2 separate regions of the Rattus norvegicus genome follow, and region 2 is linked to region 1. A link is a contact called in public Hi-C data. All regions are on one chromosome and are shown on one strand. The core of a region is the stretch at or near the end of the contact, and the rest is flanking DNA. Distances in the headings are between cores, read along the strand shown. Region 1 holds the start of Lrrc7 (leucine rich repeat containing 7). Region 2 has its middle 470 kb from the start of Lrrc7.

The links. Hi-C and Micro-C count contacts between places; a contact is called where the count stands out from the background.
Region 2: a Hi-C map of prefrontal cortex shows a contact between it and region 1, with 7 times the contacts expected there. The contact joins the enhancer-like site here to the promoter of Lrrc7 in region 1. A contact is called at or near these places in 2 of 12 Hi-C or Micro-C datasets (frontal cortex and prefrontal cortex).

Annotation. Positions count from the first base shown.
Region 1 is chr2:250,289,485-250,294,991 of GRCr8, reverse strand. It overlaps Lrrc7 (leucine rich repeat containing 7), which reads left to right and starts at 1,274. Exons shown (of 27, transcript NM_057142.2): 1 at 1,274-1,930.
Region 2 is chr2:250,761,602-250,766,720 of GRCr8, reverse strand. No RefSeq gene overlaps it. Among named protein-coding and RNA genes, the nearest start is that of Lrrc7, 470 kb to the right of the region's middle. Within about 2 kb of position 2,685, at least 7 of the 93 cell types and tissues checked have an H3K27ac peak or open chromatin away from gene starts, as enhancers often do.

The DNA of each region.
Region 1 (5,507 bases), core at 25-2,524:
AAGAGTCTACTAACCTATTCCCTTTGCCCCGATAAAGCTGTAATCCTTTTCCTTGCTCATCTATAAATGATATATATCTCATTCCCCAATCTCTTCCTAGACAATTCCTGGCAGCTGTCAGGGGTGGGGATGGGGGTGGGGGTAGGGGAGTGAGGGGGAGAATGTTTAACCTTGAAGACTTTTTGTATTCCAGATCAAATATACATGCCAACACTTTTACTTTTCAGAAAATTGGGAGCTCACACAGCTTTGAATGTCACACTCAACTGGCATTGGAGAGAAAGAATGGGAAGGCTCCTAGCCCTATCACCTCTAAATCACAGGAGAATCCCCAGATAGAAGGAATTTGGCTTCACCTAGAGAGCAGGGATCTAAATATAGCACCGGTTTCATCACTTTTTAAAGCTTTTTGTGCATGTCTGTGTTTTTCTGTGTGTGCATTCCTGTGAATGTGTAGGGGAGAGCGAATGTTCCTGAGTTCAGAGGCAGAAGGAGCCGGATTGTGAATAGAAGAAGGGAAGTTGGGAAACACTTCTCATTTTTGCACCTCCCTGGAGCAGCAATCCCAGACCAAAATAGAAAGAAGGGGTCTTGAAAGCTGCCATTAAGTCTCTATGATAGCCACTAGGCTCACAAGCAGAGACCTTTCTCTTGGTCAGCCTGCAACCTGCAGCGGGCAACACAGGCAGGGAGGAAACCCCGAGGAGGCGCTCCTGGCGGCCTCTTTGCTGAGATAGCAGGAGCGGCAGCCTGCGGAGCCACGCGCAGCGTCACAGAACTGGTGTGGGAGCACCCAGCGCACAGGCCTATAGCCGCGGTGCTGGCGGATTCCCGGCGCTGCAGAACGCCGCGCCGCCAGCAGGAGCGCCCGGGGCCGGTGGGAGAACGCCCCGGGGAGCCCGCGCTGCCCGGTGCGAGCCTGATGACACCTGCTTTGTGTACTCCAGGCAACTGAGGGACCTAGAGAGCTCAGATGGCTGTCTAAAGGCTGCGGGTGATAACGGAACCAGAGAAAGCTAGAACATTTCATTTCTCCGCGGGACTGAGATCTTGCTCTTCCAAATTGCAGGAGTCCAAGTAGAGGTCACCAGGGGCAAGCAAGAATGGCTGAGGTCTGGGAAGGTGGTCATCCTTTCTGAGCCCTGGAAAATCTCCTTGACATTTTTCACACTTTGAAGCAGCTGCAGCTGGTGTCGTCGGAAAAGGGGGTGGGAGGAAAGAGAGGGGGCGGGGAGAGTGGGGAGTCACAGGCGCGAGCCAGGAGCAGCGCCTCGTCTGCCAATCCTGGCACCTGTGCGCCAAGCCGCGGCACCGCGGAGGACCCCGCTCTGGGCCAACCCCGGGCTCCGAGCCACGGCCACCCAGCCTCTGGGCCAGCGCGACCTGCAACCGCCCACCCAGGACCCCCGCCGCCACCCGCAGTTGCGGGAGCGGAGGAGCCCGGCCACTGCCTGCTGCGCCCCTGGCCACGGGGTCCCTCGCCTCTTGAGAGGCGTCGCGGCCGTCCGGGGCAGCAACCGAGTTGGGTACACGATTCGCCCGCGCTGCCGTTCTCTTCTCCACCCAGGATTTATTGTCTGTGGAGCCTTCTGGGGGCGGGGAGGGAGCTGCGCCTCCGCCGCCGCCGCCGCCACTGCTGCTGCTACGGTCGCTAGCGCGGCGCTCTGGGCGGGCGGAGGCCGGGGACTGGCCGCAGTGGTGTTCCCGGCGGGCTCCTGGTTCCCCCGGGGCACCTCTCCATCCCTGCACCTGAAGGGCAGTGGCACCATGGTCTGACACCGCATCTGCCCGGAGTCCCCTCTGCCTTTGCTTTCGGAGGACTTCCCTACTGGCTTCACTGCGGACCCCAGAGCACTTTAAGGAGTAACCCTCGGCAGCTGCAAGGCCTTCGCTCCCTGGACCCTCATGGGTAGTTTCTGCTTCCTGCGATGTGAGTAGGACACTGGGGGACCTCTGCCCACAGTCGAGGAGTGGGGATCTGGGAGGCTCAGGTGGCCCGCGTGCCTCAGCGTTGGGGCGGTTGCCGGTCTGTGGGAATCCGGCGCTAGCTGGACAAGTGCTTTAGGAGACCAGAGCTTTGGATGGTCGAGGGACCCTAAAGGGTTACATATTGCGAAAAGGAAAGGTGAGGAGCCAGTGTGGAGCACTGGTGCTAGGACCACGGGGTCCTGCGAGATATGGCCTTCTGCAATTTTTTTTCTTTTTCTTTTTTTTGTCCTGGGGTATCCAGTCCGCTTTCCCCGTGGTGAGGGACAGAGCAAGTGTGATCACACACACACACACACACACACACACACACACACACACACACACTTGTGGCAGCACACACTTGTGCTTTATCTTGGAAGGTGTATTACTGTCTTGCTATCTATAAAGGAATTATTGGGGTGTATGTCATTGAGGATAGAAAGAAAAGGGTGGGGTTTGGGGAGAAGAAGAGGATGGGAAGCAGGAAAGACTAAAGGACAGAAAGAAGTGGGAAAGGATGGGGAATGCTTTCCTTGGAGTCAGGGAAGGTGCCTGGCTTGGAGAGCCTGGCAACTCCTTTGTGTTCTGCGGGAGAAGCTTGGGAACCTCACTGGTTCAGCTCAGGGTCCCTTGGCATCCTCCGGAGTCTTTAGGGATTCAGGACATGCCTTGGATTGTATTTGGAAAAGGAGCAAAGACCCGCCAACATTGGGGTAACTGTGACACCCTGCTTGCGGACAATTAGCTGGGCTACCAGAGATCTCCTATATCACCAAATTTAGAGTCAAGATGGGGGCGGGATGGGGGTGGGGGCTGCACAGATTGTCGTTAAAAACAGTGACTTCATAACCGAGATGGCTGCAAAAATTGCTTCATTACACTACTTGGCCATCAGGATTGGGGAGAGAAAAGATCCGCCCCCGGCCCCCTCTCTTGCTGGTTGCCCCTCCCCACCAAGGCACAAAGCAAGTGGCACCTCACCAGGCAGAGAAGGGGTTACTTTCACAACTCCTGGGAATCGGCCTCAGGAAGGAACCATCTGTGACTCCCACGTTCCTTTCCAAGTTCTCCATCAAAAGGAATCTCAGAAAGCAGGAGGGGGTGGGTGGGAATAGAGGCAGCGGGCCTCCACCTGCTCTTTGCTATTACTTTCCCAGTACACTTAAGCACATCGGAATTACCTGCAGTGGTAATTGGGTCAGCAGGAGAGCATGTGCAACCGAGTCTCTAGATGGGGCTCTGCTGATGGATGAGAAGCAATTTGTGTTTGAGCATATTTTAACCTGAGCAAAATTTCTAAGCACAATAGAGGTTTCATCGCGTGGGCGAGCAGAGTGCGTACCAGTGAAAGTGAACACGTGATTCCTCCAACGCAAGAGAAACTGTATTAGGAAGTAGCTTTTCTTTGTTTCAGGCTGAGCCTATGAGAAGCTCAGTATTCCAGTTGCTAAAGTTCCCTTTTATTTTTAATAAAGTTGACCAGAGGCGATAGAAAGCGAAGGGGAGCACAGTCTGGGATGCCTCTTGGTTACCAAGTCCTACATTCTTTGTTGCAACCTACCCTCCACCCAGATATCTGGTCCCAGCTGGCTCCTAGTTTGAAATGACACATTCCCTCTGAGGGCATGGGGGTAAGTTCTTCAGGCCCTAAGCACTTGCTCATGGGTGCTCTAGAGCTTCAAAAGCTACTGCCTTTCTGAAACACGTGCATCTGTCTCTGGTTCAAGCACTCCCAGTTGCTGGGGTCTAGGGAACCACCTGGAGGTCTTGCCGGAAAAGAATGGAGCAGTCTGCCAGGCTTCCTTCAAAGTACTCATCACAGCAGGGAAGGGAGAGAAAGTGGGGTTCAGGGGTGATTTTACTTCTCCTTAACTATCGAGTCGAGTCTAAAGTTATTTAGGGGTGTACTGAGCAATAACTGTATTTGAATCCCTCAGGCTTACAAAATGTCCTGAACTCTGATAATCTATTAATTTAGCATAAGTGGAGCTTGTTTCCTACCCAACAGTTAAGGGCAGTTACCTAACCTGGGGATCTCTTACTTCCAAGAGACCTTAAAAAGCTGATGTCTTTAAAATCTGAGCTGTAAATGCCCTTCCTGGCCAATGCCTTTCCACCACACCAAGTTGTCATGAGAGAAAAGGCACCTTCAATTTCCAGAATATACCATGAGCTGAGAGGTCTTTATGCACATTTCTTTTTAATTTAACTTCTCAAAAAGATGTGTGCTCACCATGGCAACCCTTGCCTCCCACATCCAGGCTCCTGCACATATGCAGCTTCAGAATTAGAACAACTTCACAAGAAATGAACTTGGTCCAATTACAGGAGCCATGTTTTATTCAGAATTTTAGTATGGCTTTAGGCAGGCATGAATATTTTCTTAATTAAAATAGCATTTCATTTTACTTCCTAAGCTTTTAATTTTTCTAATTTCTCAGTATAATACAGAACATAAACATGAACTATTTAGTGTACTTTTTATTTGCTTTGAATTTTTAGAAATCGTGAAGATATTGTTATTACAAATCTTTATCACATATGAAGGGCATCCTGTATAATGTCAGATTGCTAATCTGGGGTATTTCCAGTACACAAGTGCACGGTCATAATTGTAAAAAACAAAAGGTCTCTATTTATAACCTAAAACACCACATTTTTTACAAGAGCTGAAAAGTTGTAAGTATTAGATTTTAATATTAGTATCTCACTGATGCAATAATTTTGTTTGCTCAATGCCTATAACCCTGGTGTAAGAATGGGTCACAATTCCACAGCACTAAAACTTTACACCCAAACCAAAAGTACACAGGGAAAGACTAACTGCTCATAAATTTCCTGATGGGTTGTTTCTGGATTGTATTTTGTTTGTTTGTTTTGTTTACTCCACAAAAATTATTTCATGTTTTAGAAATTTCTAAACTTTAAAAATATGTGGTGTTTTTTAAACTCAAGAATTGTAGTAGCCACACACACCAGCAATAAAAACATTATTTTGTCCATTATTTTCAGCCACAACTTACTTTGCAGTGCATCCTCTGCACTCCTTCTTGGGGACAAGAGAGGTCTAATTGTTCATAGGTTGTATCTTGACTTGCAGAACAATTAATTCTAGTCTGTGACACAGGAGACATTCAGTTTGGGTTACTCTTTCCTAACTCTGAATGAGATCCCAGTGGAATGATTAAAGTGGAGATGTTTTTAGGATCTTCTGTAAAACTCGATGTTTTCTCTGGGAATCTCTAAGGATCGCATCAGTCTCCCATTGGGTATTTTACTGTTTCTATATCAGAACATGGAATTTGAACATAAAACAATTTCAACGGTGTAAAGCTATTGTTTCTGGGGGAGTAACAAAGCAGAAAGTATGGTCTTTAAGAACCCTTAGATCAGGATTCACTAAGCCTACATTCATACCACCAAGTCAAGTCTGCACTTAATTTACACCGTGTTACATGTGGACTTTGTCAAGTGCATAATAACATCTATCAATCGTTTTAATATTATACAAAATGTTTTATTGCCCTAACAGCCTTTTA
Region 2 (5,119 bases), core at 1,436-3,935, 470 kb before region 1:
AAAATGGAGTTACAGGATTTGACGATGTTTTGCTAACCCTTGAAATGAGCAGTGTCTTCAGGAAGAAGAGAGAATTAGACCCAACATACAAATATCAACACACTGCTTCTAAATCAGTTCATGGTCTTAGTTCCATTCTGACAAACATATGTGAAAAAGCACAGCAAAAGATACTTATAGGAGGATAGTAGGGCCTTTTGGTTAAGAGTTTGTACTTTGACAACAAGCTTTGGAATCAGAATCTAATTTTGCATCTTCTGAGCTGCATAAAGCCAAGCAGATCATTGCCTTCATAGTGCCTCATTCATCTGATCTGCAAAAGAATGACAGTATCAGTTGCCCCTAGTGTGAAGAAGCCTTCGATAGATACAGGAAAATGTGTGATCATCATCATCATCATCGTTATCATCATCATCATCATCACCTCCATCACCTTTCCTCTCTATAGGCTCAGCTTGACCTCATATACTAAGGAGTACAGATAAGACTACATACATTAAGCTCTATGTGATTCTTAGTATAAAACACCATTTAATGAGCAGTTATGATTCACATTGAGTTTTACAAATAAAGGAGTTCAATCAAAATAATTTAAAGGGAATCTTAAGTAGAATATATTTCATTACGAGTAGTAATACATCCTTTAAACCTTTAAATTGTCATTCATTAATTTACTTTTTGTTTATTTTTTTGACATACTTCAGAAGATAGAATTTTTGTTGTTGTTGTTGCTTTTTGTTTGGTTTTGTTGTTTTATTTTGTTTTCACTGTCTCACCAAATGGTTTGGCCCTGAGGATAGACTGACAGGAGAGCCACTATGGTGAATCACCGCTGTAATCCTAGCATTTGGGAGTTGAGAAAGGAAAATGAGGAGTTTAACGTCATCCTCCTCACTTAAAGGAATATGAGGCCAGTCATGACTACATAAGACTTGGTTGCTTTGCTCTTCCCACAGAAAAACTGTTCTGTGTCCTAATCTTTTCCTGTTAGAACTAGATCCCATTACCCTCAAGTGCTGGTACTTTGTTCCATATGGATCTCATTATCTAGGCACCTGCTGAGTGGAGAAATGATGGGCACATAAACCCAAGCAGAACAAAAACTAGAGGATGATTGGGGTGCTGTGTCTCCAAAAGACGTTATTCGCCAGCTTTACTCTGTGAACACACCTACAGTTTTTCTAAGATTACAGCATTTAGAAAAAAATTATACATAGCAAAACAAATTTTAAAAAAAGCCTTTAGTTCTTCCCATTGTAGGCTAATTTACTGTTTAGTGACATGATGGCCAATCTATGATTTGAAAAACAGCTACACAATTTACTTTTTTGTTGGTTTGCTCAAAGAAGTAATAAATTATAAGAAAAGCTAGAAAACATGCAAGGTTTGTTTTTTTATTTATATGTTTGTTTGATATTTGTTCATTTGTTTGTTTTGGCTTCTTGAAGTAAGAATTTTTCTATGTTTTCCACGATGTCCTTAAACTTCAGAACTAAAATGATCTCTTCTATCTCAGCTTCCTAAGTGTGTAGACTAAAGAGACTCCCACCACCAATCTTGCTTCAGGAAATGATTTAATAGTGGTAGGGTAGCACAGGTAAGGTGGTGAATAGCAAGAATTTTTTATTTCAGATTAGTTTGTTTTAACACAATATAATTATATCTAATATAAAAACCTACATAAGGTGATTCAAGTTTAACTATGTATCATGAATTATTGTTATATTAAAAATATCCTGATAATCCACTCTAGATTCTAGAGAGAATTTAGCTAAAATCACTTTAAGCGAGCAAGTGAGTTTAGCATAGGTTAGGTACATTTTATGATGAAACAATCTGGATGAAATTTGGAATTCAGAGGAGGCTAACATCATCACCTGCAAAGTGTAGCAGGGCAAGGGACTCTTAGAGAGTCATGGGCAGAGAATACAGGTTGAGAAAGCAAAAGGAGAAGTACATTGCAGTTGAAACTACAGCTTGAGCATATAAGGGTTCACTAGAAAGGGGGCAGCATCCTCCAGGGAGCAGCCAGGAAGCCTTTGAGACAGTTGCTTGGTAACCATCCCTCACAGTTGGCTGCTGTGTATGAGTCACTCAATCTTTTTGGCTGCCCAATCCATTTTCCACCCACACAAGGTTCAGAATTTTGAATGAAATTTAATTCTAAAACAGCAGATACCAGTGGTGACTATAAGATTATCATCCTGTTCATATCTCCCTAAGTCCTGGGGTAAACTCTTGGTGTCTGTGTACACACTAAGTCTCCGATCAATTCTCACTCAGATGCAATGCTTTGGGATGAAACTCATCTTAAAAATATTGTTTCATGGTTAACAAACAGTTCTAGAAAAATTGAAGTTTTAAATTAAGGAGAAAAAGATCCTGGGAAGGTGGGGAAATATCTTTCCAATGGGGTGGTGAAGTTGGGGAGGAAGAGATAAAGCGATAAAGAGTGGAAAGGGGAGAGGAGAGAGGGAAGGTTTGGAGAAGAGAGGAAAAAGATAATAAAGAGAGATCTGGAGGAAAGGAGGGGAAGGGTAGGGAAGGAGGGAGACACTTTCAGAGACGGTGCTTTTAGCATTGACAGCAATGGACCATGTTCATTACATCCCGTGTGTTTTCTTGATGATGAATCTGCTTCCTGTGTGAACAAATTGCTGACTTATCAAGAGCTGTTCTGGAGATCACCAGCATATGAGAAATTACAGTAGGTGTTGTGCTTACAGCATTCACTGTGTCTATGAGAGTTGCTCCAAAAACAGTCTCCTACTTGCTTTCAAAGAAGGGTAGAGATTGTAGCAATGAATCACAAGGTGATAACAAGAATTAGAGCGAGTGAAATGGTCAGCACAAGATCTAGGGTGCCTGGTACAACCTGCTAAGCCTAAGGAATTGTGGGGGCGATTTGATCCCATCTGCCTCCATTGCTTTTTATTCCCCATCACTTCTTTCTCTCTCCACCCCCACAAGCACATGTACAGCTGAGGCTATTTCCAGCTTGCTTGCAAAGACAGAAATCACACCCAGGCACAAAAGAGGTAAGAGAAGAAACTATTGGGAGTGGACCACATTTTTTGAGTAACTGAGCTGCAGAAAAGAGACCCGTAGTCCACATTTTATTCTTCCTATGGTTCACTTTTTTGCTTCAATCATGAATTCTAAAATAGGGGGAAAAAAGAAAGGAAAAGAAGGGCATGAATGTTAGAAGGAGATATTGGGAAAAAAAAGAGGAATCTGCAGGAGGGAGAGGGAATTAGAGGTCAGTGAAGAATGAATGTAATCACATTATCACAGAACTTTGTGGACAAGTATAATATTATACATTTTTAAACTAAATGTTTATATATAAAAGTATAATTCCTAAGACGTTTCTCACAATCAAAATGTGAAATTGTAACCATATGAAGGCAATTTGTCAACTTGGAACACATTTATTTCATTAAAACAATTTCTGAGAAAACAAATACCTTCAGAATTTTGGCCATTAACTGAACTGTAACAGTTTCCAGGAGAAGCAGAGTACTTCCATCAGAAAAAAAAAAAGAATTTCCCCTCTACTGAAGTGGAATGTTTGCTTTGTGCTTCCTGGAGACCAGCATCAGCCAACTAAGACCTGGGGGTGTGTTCATGTGCTATTCTTTTTTGATTCATATGTTGGGGAGGAAATGAGTCATTTTGATTAAGTGGCTTAAGCCACCTACTCATGCAAATTATGTGTGTAGCCTGTGAAGAGATAGAGCAGACTGCCATGGGATAGCCAATGTTCTTTTTCCAGGATAGTGTGGGCCTTGCAGGCTGCCCCTCTCAGGTTCTTGTTCCAATTGGACCCATAGTAAATTCTGCAGGGAAATAAATGTGTGTATGTTTGCCTGAGTTGTAATTTAATTGCCCATTATTATTAATTGCAAGTATCAGACATTTATATTACATATATTTATATTATCTTTATTGACTTTAAGATATTGAATATCAGACACATTATAGCAATAAAATCAATGTGCTCAAAAGTATATCCTTTCAACATCTCATCACGAGATAATTAAATTTTTATATAATAATATCGAGGTTAAGGAGTCTCAGATCTATTTATATCTAAAGTATGTAGCCTTCTCAATCTGATTTTGATATTACAATATGAAACCCACCATTGTTTAAAAATATTCCTGAATACAGGCAAGGGAGTGGGCTAATTTATACATGTGTCACAAAGCTATAGTATAAAATGTTTCAGTATCTACACTACTTAAGTTAGAGCATGGTTTTATATTTTTATAAATTGTTCTGCTTTTATGAAGACTAATTATTGAGGGAAAATTGGTATATTTTAAAATTAACTTCTCTTGTATCCATCTCTTTCTAACCATTAAAAAGTCTAGAAATCTAGCCAGAGCAAAGTTCAGGATGACAGGTGCTTTTACCACAGAATCACAGTTTTCAAGAGTATTGATTTTTGTGTAATTATACGTGTAGTAGTTACTTCCCAGTCTTTTGCTAACATCAAGCTGGCTCTCTAATATAGCCCAGCATTTCCTCGCTGTATAGAACTTAGAGGAGTTAATCACATCATATCTCTAGTTGTATCCTTAGTCCCTTTTGTCCCTTTGGCTCCTTGACGGCAATAACTGATTTGAGAATATCACATCATCAAAAGCAATAACAAAATAATTCCTGAGCTTTAAGAGACTCTAAACATCCAAGAAGGAAGGATCTATTTACAAACTTCCCCAACATAGAAATGCACAGCCATAAAATGTGATAAAGACCTGGGTTTAAGGAACATTGATTTCATCCCAATTCATCCTCAACTTGAGCCATATGTTGTTGTTGCTTGTTGTTCGCCTACTACTACACCCCCTTCTCCTCCTCATGCTCCTCCTCTTCCACTTCCTGTTCCACTTCTTTCCTCCTCCTCCTTCTCCTCCTTGTTTATTCATATTTTGAGGCCTCTTAGCATTTTCTCTAGTTATGAATACACATATGCAATTCAGAACTTAGGAGGTGGAGGCAGGGAGATGTGAGTTTGACTCCAGTCTGAATTACATGGTGATAACTTTTGTCAGATGTTCATTGAGTTTTTACAACAATACTTTAGTTTTAGAAGCTGGGATATTTCAGAATT